Regions from separate parts of the Mus musculus genome. Here region 2 is linked to region 1. A link is a contact called in public HiChIP or PLAC-seq data. All regions are on one chromosome and are shown on one strand. The core of a region is the stretch at or near the end of the contact, and the rest is flanking DNA. Distances in the headings are between cores, read along the strand shown. Region 1 overlaps Gm31814 (a long non-coding RNA gene). Region 2 overlaps Lpp (LIM domain containing preferred translocation partner in lipoma).

What was found. HiChIP or PLAC-seq counts read pairs in DNA pulled down with a chosen protein or histone mark.
Region 2: a contact with region 1 is called in a BATF HiChIP or PLAC-seq map of CD8 T cells, with 5 read pairs. The contact joins two enhancer-like sites. A contact is called at or near these places in 2 of 115 datasets of contacts at active chromatin or transcription factors (CD8 T cells and memory CD8 T cells).

What each region holds. Positions count from the first base shown.
Region 1 is chr16:24,223,260-24,227,075 of GRCm38.p6, reverse strand. The region is part of intron 1 of Gm31814 (a long non-coding RNA gene); the gene reads left to right. Among named protein-coding and RNA genes, the nearest start is that of Gm31814, 38 kb to the left of the region's middle. Within about 2 kb of position 1,790, at least 5 of the 459 cell types and tissues checked have an H3K27ac peak or open chromatin away from gene starts, as enhancers often do. A contact at or near this core is called in CD8 T cells, where this site is marked.
Region 2 is chr16:24,701,533-24,705,819 of GRCm38.p6, reverse strand. All of the region lies in intron 7 of Lpp (LIM domain containing preferred translocation partner in lipoma), which reads right to left. Among named protein-coding and RNA genes, the nearest start is that of Mir28a, 120 kb to the left of the region's middle. Within about 2 kb of position 1,374, at least 21 of the 459 cell types and tissues checked have an H3K27ac peak or open chromatin away from gene starts, as enhancers often do. A contact at or near this core is called in CD8 T cells, where this site is marked.

The DNA of each region.
Region 1 (3,816 bases), core at 541-3,040:
ATCTGTTGCTGTATTGGCTATCAGAGTCATTTGCCAGAGCACAAAATAAATGGTGTCCCAAACGACAGCTGGTGGGTGGCTTGCTGTCTGTGTCTAATAACTCCTTTGAGGTGATATCTCTGCTCCATAAATATCAAAAAGGACTTGAAGCCCAGCATTTCCTTATATATTCATTGAAATTTATATGCATCGTTTCACTGGCTCTCAAAAGAACCCATGAAGTCGATCTGTATTTCTGTATTAGTCAGGGTCACTGTGACTGTGATGAAAACCAAGATCAAAAGTAACTCAGAGAAAAAGATTTCATTTGGCTTATGCATCCCAAGGCACAGCTCATTGAGGAAAGCCAAGGCAGGGCTCAAGCAGGACAGAAACCTGGAGGTAGGAGCTGATACAGAGGACACGAAGGAGTGCTGCCTACTGGCTTCGCTCCTCATGGCTTGCTCAGCTTGCTTTTTAATAGAACCCAGAACCACCAGCCAAGGGCCCTCCAGCATGAACACTAATACAGAAAATGCACCACAGGCCTCTCCATAGCCCACTATTATGGAGGATTTTTTTTCTCAATTTAGACTCTCACCTCTCAAATGACTATAGCTTGTGTCAAACTGACGTAAAACTAGCCAGCATAATTAACCTCTTGTCAAATTGACACATAAACACATCTCTGGTAAGCTATAAACTTTGTTTACTTGTTCATCCCCTAGATGACACATTAATATCAACATTGCAATATAAGAATTTTTATACGCTTAAGATGTTCCATAGCCTTACAATTTCAAACATCTCTTTAGAAATATCCAGTCTCTTTTAAAATGCAAAATCTCTGTAAAGTTCCAAAATATCTTCGAACGTTCAAAGTCTCTCAACTGTGGGATCCAGTACAATAAAAAAATAAATACTTTGCCCAGAAAAAAAAAGACACTGGGTACAGCTGCAATCAGATCAAAACCAAACCAAAATCCAATAGTGTAAATAAATCAATGTTCAATGTGTGATTCACTCCTGATCTTCTGGGCTCCTCCAAAGGGCTCGGGTCCCTGCTCTGACTCCACCCTCTGCTTTACATACAGACTGGCTCCAATGTTCCGGTTGGCTCCATTGCAAGGCTGATGGTGTTTGTTCTTGGCACTTGGCAGTCATTTCATGGTAGTAAACTTCTGGGGTCTTCTGTTTCCACTGGGCTGCATTCACCAATAGCTTCTCCTATGCTCTGTTCATGGTACCAAGCCTCAACCCTCTTCATGACCCCTTCAATCCTTTGTCTTCAACTTCTACCAAGGCTGTACCTTGACCAATGGCCTCTGCTACCACCCGCCCCAGAAGCTCAGCTCCAGTTGTTCTACATGACCCATCCATGCCTTCTAAACCATTACCACCCAGAAGACTTTTATACACTACTACTGTGTTTGGCTGCCAGCACAAGGTACAACCTTGGCCACCTGTGGTACACAGCTCTGTGGGCTGAGCCTGAGGAAAAGCTACTTTCCAGATTTCCCTTCCATGATTCTGGTATCTTCTTCATTGCCAATAGTTTCTCAGCTCCAACTAACCACTATCAGTTGTCCTACTAAAGTAGGTTTCACTTCAATGGTGCTGATCTTTTGATAACCAGAGCTTATTCTCCAGCCCCAAATGAGAAGAACCACAAAATCTTAACTCAAAATAGTAAATGGCTGTGGAAGAAAATTGAAACTTCCCTCTGAGACTTCACAACCTAGACCTGCATTGCCCTCAACATTCTTATCTTCTCAGCTCTTACCAAACTGCCCACTGAACTGTTAACATTCAATGGTTTCTCTAGCTCAAAGTTCCAAAGTCCTTTCACAGTACTCTGAAAGACAACATGGTCAAGTCTGTCACAGAAATAACCCACAATCCTGGTTTGAATTTCGGTCTTAGTCAGGTTTGCTATTGCTCTGATGAAACACCATGACCAAAACCAACTTGGGGAGGAAAAGGGTTTATTTAGCTTACATATCCCAAGTTCATCAAGGGAAGTCAAGGTAGGTATTCAAACTGGGTGGAAACCTGAAGGCAGGGGCTGATGCAGAGGCCATGAAGGAGTGCTGCTTACTGGCTTGATCCTTATAGCTTGCTCAGCCTGCTTTTTTTTTTTTTTTAAGAACATAGGACCACTAGCCCAGGGTGGTACGACCTATAATATCAATAACCAATTAAGAAAATGCTCTTCAGGCTTGCCTCTAGTCCAATGTTGTGGGGACATTTTTCTCAAGTGAGGTTCTGTCCTCTCAGATGACTATAGTTCAGGTCAAGTTGTCATAAAACTATCCAGTGCAGGGTCTTCATTCTCATTCTGCAGACGAGGAAATCAAGATTCTTGGGAGTAAAGTGCTCTTCTCAAGTCCATAGATATTGGACAATGTCTCCCAAACTTGAATTCAAAACTCTTTCTTCTTTCCTTTTTATTAGATATTTTCTTTATTTACATTTCTAGTGTTATCCCCTTTCCTAGTTTCCCCTCGAAATCCCCCATATCCCTCCCCCTTCCCCTGCTCACCAACCCACCCACTCCTGCTTCCTGACCCTGGCAGTCTCCTATACTGGGGCATAGAACCTTCACAGGACCAAGGGCCTCTCCTCCCATTGATGACCGACTAGACCATCCTCTGCTACATATGCAGCAAGAGCCATGAGTCCTATCATGTGTTTTCTTTGGTTGGTGGTCTAGTCCCAAGGAGCTCTGGAGATACTGGATAGTTCATATTGTTGTTCTTCCTATGGAGCTGTAAAGCCCTTCAGCTCCTTGGGTACTTTCATTGGGGACCCTGTGCTCTGTCCAATGGATGGTTGTGAGCATTCACTTGTGTATTTGTCAGGCACTGGTATGTGTAGCTAGGTGCTTTTTATGTAATCACAAAAGCCAAAGAACCCAGGGACTGGAAGTTTGTTGAGAAAGAGATTGAATCTTTGTTTGCTTTTTTTTTTTTTTCCTTCACTCATCATTTATCATGGTGCTTGGAATATAACAGTCAATAAGTGATTGGACAAAGGTTGCTTAAGCTTCAAAATTAGGTTGTCCTGAAAAAACTCTGTGTTGCTAAGAAATGGAAGCTAAATTTCAAGTCTTCAGAGATGATTTCTTGAGGCCATGGATGGCTTCCCAAGTCCTGTGAATCATGTGAATACTTAGGAAGCAAAGGCATTCTGGGAAACACTTTGTAAGATGGGTTTACCAGTACTCCAGTTCTCTGTGTGTGTAAGCTCCCTTAGCTGATGCCCTGAAGAGCTGGCATGTACTGACTGTTGCTTTAGTCCAGATTTTTTTTTTTTTATTTAACCAAGTGTCGAAAACAACTTTAGATGGAGAAAATGAGTTGGGTGAGGAAAAGAAAAAAAAATCCATGAATCCCAGAATAACCTTCAGTTTGGTAATGATTTATCCTGTTCCATTGTTAATTTTGCAATTAAGCAAGAGTACTTTATATGCCTGAATGACCCATGGATTGTATCTTAATCAAATCAATGTGTCTGCAACATCAGACCGATCCAGTGCTCAGCTATTAGAATGACAAATGAGCAAAGTCCATGTTTTCTCCCTCCTTTCTTTTCTTCCCTTCAAGCCCTCTATCATGAAAGGTCAGCTGTGGGAAAGGCTGTTGTTTTGATGACTGCTATGAAATCCTATTGGTTAAAAAAATGTGAGAAGCCACCTCACCCACCCCCAACCCTGGTCAAACCAACCGTAAATGTGTGTGACTCTGGAGTTTGGATGAAAAAAAAAAGTGTGGTTAATTCTTCTCGTTCTGTACTTCCTGCCACTGACATTTGTTGCTGTTTCTGTGTAGTGAGGTT
Region 2 (4,287 bases), core at 125-2,624, 480 kb before region 1:
GCCCTGTGCCATGATCAGGAGCTGCTTTCTTTCTCACTGATACCTAGCATCTTGATTCACAGAGTGCAGCAGCCAATCCAGGCTGCTTTCCAATCTGACCCATGCCATTGCTGGCTAGAATCTGTGCCGTCTTTTCTCCTCTATCCCCTAAAATAACAAAAAATTGAAACGTGCCTGTCTGGAACATCCTTTAACATGCATCTAATAGCTTGTTTCAATACAACCTAGGTAGCTGTGCTCCAATGCTACCTCATCTTAAGTGTCTCCCCAGAAACCCCAGAAAAAAACGCAATGACCAGACCATCCCATCCCCTCTATGTTTTACCTTCAACTTTCTCTCTACCACTTAGTTAGACTTTAGTACATAATTGTCTGCTTTTGAATCCTCTCCCACAGGAAAATGAACCCTTTAAGGACGTACATTTCACTTTATTTGTGATTGTACCCTCACCATCCAGAAAACATTCAACAATGTCCACTAAGTACCTCATAAAAAGAGATAAATGAGTCCTTCGGTTACTTCTCTTGCAATTCCAGAAATAAGATGTGAGTAGAAGAATTTAATAGCATAAAAAGTCACATAGCAATGCAATCACCTTTAGAAGAGAGTTGCAGTTTTACTCAATAAAGGTAAAATATTATATGTTACCATCGATTTGGATTGTGAGTAATAGAATATAAAACTTGGACTCAGCTGTGCTGGACTGGAATGAGAGTAAGTAGGTGATGCAGGCTTTGTTCCCGGCACTGCCCCTTGTGGGCCTCGGGCAGCAGAGAGAACTCCACACATGTGGGACTTCCTACTTCTGGGATTTGGTATAAATTCAACTACCACTCATTCAAAAGATAGTGTCTCGGGGTTTGTTTACAGGACATATTTCACTGTTGTCAACTCTATTCGCAAGTTTAGAAAGGAGTCACATTTGAAATTGTGTGGCATTTCCAGAAAACATTATGCCACATCACTAACACAGAAAGTAGGCATAGCAGGTTCTTCCTCTTCACACACCAGTGGGTGTGAGATATCATCAACTACAACATAGAAGGGAAAGTAGTCAGGATGCTAAGCTCTTCCAGAAAAAAAAAAAGCACCCCATTCACACATGAAGATACATGGCAGTTTTCCTTTAATGCACACACTTCCAATGCTTGCTACACCAGCTCGCAGATATAAGGGATTGATACTCTGTGTTCTCCTGAGTAGTAGAGGTGACCTTTCAAAAGCCACCCCTCCTCATCCCCCAGCCTGCAATCCCATGGAGATCAAAGCCAGCTTGCTATTATGCAGTAACATTTCTGTGATCAGATACAGTGTGGGCTCTACAATTCTATGTATGTCAAGACATTTTCACATAAGTGACTCACTCGGTAGAGGCTCCGGCAGGGCACACCACACTCACACCTTCTCTTTTGAGGTTGAGCCCACCTCAGGAGAGTTACAAGAGAACATCCTGTTTAGCTGATCTGCTCTGCAACTCAACAGTGTAACTGGACTTGACTTAACAATACATCTTCTCTTCCATAATCTATCACAAAAATCTTTCCATCTATTTCTGTTCTCCAGCTCATATGTATGACAAGTCAGTCTTAGACAAGCATACACGTTAATCACCTATTCTTACATTAAAGGCACCAGGAAACAGAGGTGATGATTAGACTTCCTAAATATGTTCACAATTCCAGGGAGAATGGGTACTGCTCCTGGGGTGAATATCTGAAGGTCTATGCTGGCTCAGTCACTGTACATCAGCTCCAGGAAGCACCACAACGTGGGCTGCACTGTAACTGAGGCACATAATCGTGCTGTTCTTGGGCAGGCTACAAGCGGCTTGAAAAAGCTAGGGCAACTTTTCACAGGTCGATAATATGATTGGCCTATGTCTTAGTGAACACTACCATGGTCTATAAACTGGAAGCTTGGTAAATGTGATACTCTTGAGCTGGGAATCTTTAGAAGGTGGATCTTGTGAAAAAAGCAGATTATGAAATGAATGCTCATGGAGGCAAACCTTGCCTTCTGATATATGCATATGAGGACACTCTTCCCATGATGCCATTTGCCTTGAAGTAAGGGCAGAAAAACTTGGCTGTTAACAGAGCCATATTGCTTGAATGTCAACCTCCAAGAATTTTTATTTTAGCTCCAGGTCTTTTGTTACAGTAATAAAACATACTAATAACAACCAACAACAACAAAATTCAGAAAGGCTTTAGACCTTGAGTAGTATTCCCATCAGGGCAAAACCAAAGCAAGGAGAAAGAATAAAATAATGATGTGAACATTTACAACATACAAGATACTGAAATGTGTTCCAAGAACAGGTAACCACTGTACTTCATTTCCCGTGGAAACCGCTACAAATCACTGTTGGCTAGCAAGGACCTGCTACTGACCTTAATGAGATATTACACAACAGACTGCATATGTCTGCACTAAATGAATGAATTCCCTGTTACTATCAACATAAACTCAGGATGTATTACCTAAAGGAAAAAGCCTACTTCCTGTCTGAACACTTCATCTCTTTTTGAAATGTACCATTTTAGAAGAGTATAAAGCTGCTTTTCTGGGCTTATGATGGGTAAAATAACAACCTAGTAATAGTCAAATTGTAACTTCTAGATCTTGTGGACAAATTTCTTTATTTGCCAGAATAAACGCTGAAGATGTGGTTAACCATAAACAATCTGAGATGAAGACAAAGACCTGAATTACCCAGGTAGACCTAATCTAATCACACAAGGCCCCCAAAGCAGAAATACTCCCTGTATAATCAGATGGAACCATATGGAAGAAAGCATAGTCAAAGAGCTGATTTATTGCAGGCTTTCCAGACAGTGGATGAGGATATAAACAAAGGAATGCAGGCAGGCTCTAGAAGCTCAAACGAGAAAGGATATAAACTTTCTCTATTCATTTTAGCCCATTGAGACTAAACAAATAAAGAAATTTGTCCACAAGATCTAGAAGTTACAATTTGACTATTACTAGGTTGTTATTTTACCCATCATAAGCCCAGAAAAGCAGCTTTATACTCTTCTAAAATGGTACATTTCAAAAAGAGATGAAGTGTTCAGAGACTAAACTTGTAAACCCCAAAACTAAATAAAAGTAAAGGTAAGAAAAATAATGTTCTTTTATGTAATCGAGTTTCTGGTGTATTGCTGGAAACTCACCCAGATACCAAATTCACCCTACTGGCCAGGCTTTTCTCCTGGGTCAAGAGCATCTATCTATTCTCAGAGAACTCCATATGTACTGCCCATGGGTCTATCAGGCATCATTTAAATCAGCAATGTACATGACTCCAATATCAATATGCACAAGACTTCTCACTACCTTAAGTTTATCCCATGCTGGTGACTGGCCCAGGCTATACTGAAACTGCTCTAAGGTGGAAATCAGCCCAGATTTACCACAAGCATGTTCAGCAAAGATTCTCAGAATAATTCAGACAAAAGAAAAGGAAATAGAGGTAGAAAAACTGTACAAACTGTTGAACAAATTCCTTTTTTGAAAGATGGGGCCCTAAAATCATTGAAGGCAAAGTCTTATGGACACAACACAATGCTTTGCTTTATAGGCTAATTCTTTAATAACAAGCACAAATTCGTTCAACTCATTTGCAAGAAGATGATAGCACAGGTTTTGAGTCTGTACATTTACCATTTTTCACGTCTCATGCCCTATTCCTAAGACCAAGCTAAGCTGCTCATGGTTAGGAGAGATGGCTTCTGTTGTCTCGTTCCTTCTGATCCCTCTAGCCAGGAATACTGAATTCTTACGCTTCAATAGGGAATAAAAGCCAGGTCCATACACAAATTATATCCTTGATAAAAAATGACTGTCAAAGGCATCACTATCTAACTCAGCTCCCCCAAAATACTGTCGTAGTACGCATTAGAACAGCCTTCCTGGGCTCATATGTTTGAACACTTGATCTCCAGTTGGTAGAACTGTTGGCAAAGGTTTCTGAGGTATTTGTTTGTTAGAGGAGGTCTGTCACTCATTGGGAGTGGCTTTCAAGACTGCAAAAGGCCCTTTAACATACCTCCATTGCTTTATTTGCCTTCTTGTAGCTCAAGATATGAGCTCTCAACTGTTCCATCACACTTTGTCTTTGCTATTCCATCCTGGACTCTATTAATCCATAAGATCAATTAACCACTTTCTTTTATAAGTTGCTTTGGTCATGGTGTTTTATCAGAACAATAGAAAAGCAAATAACACACACACCAACAAATATCCCTTACTTGTGTGGAGTATTATAAAAATAGAAGGTTCAT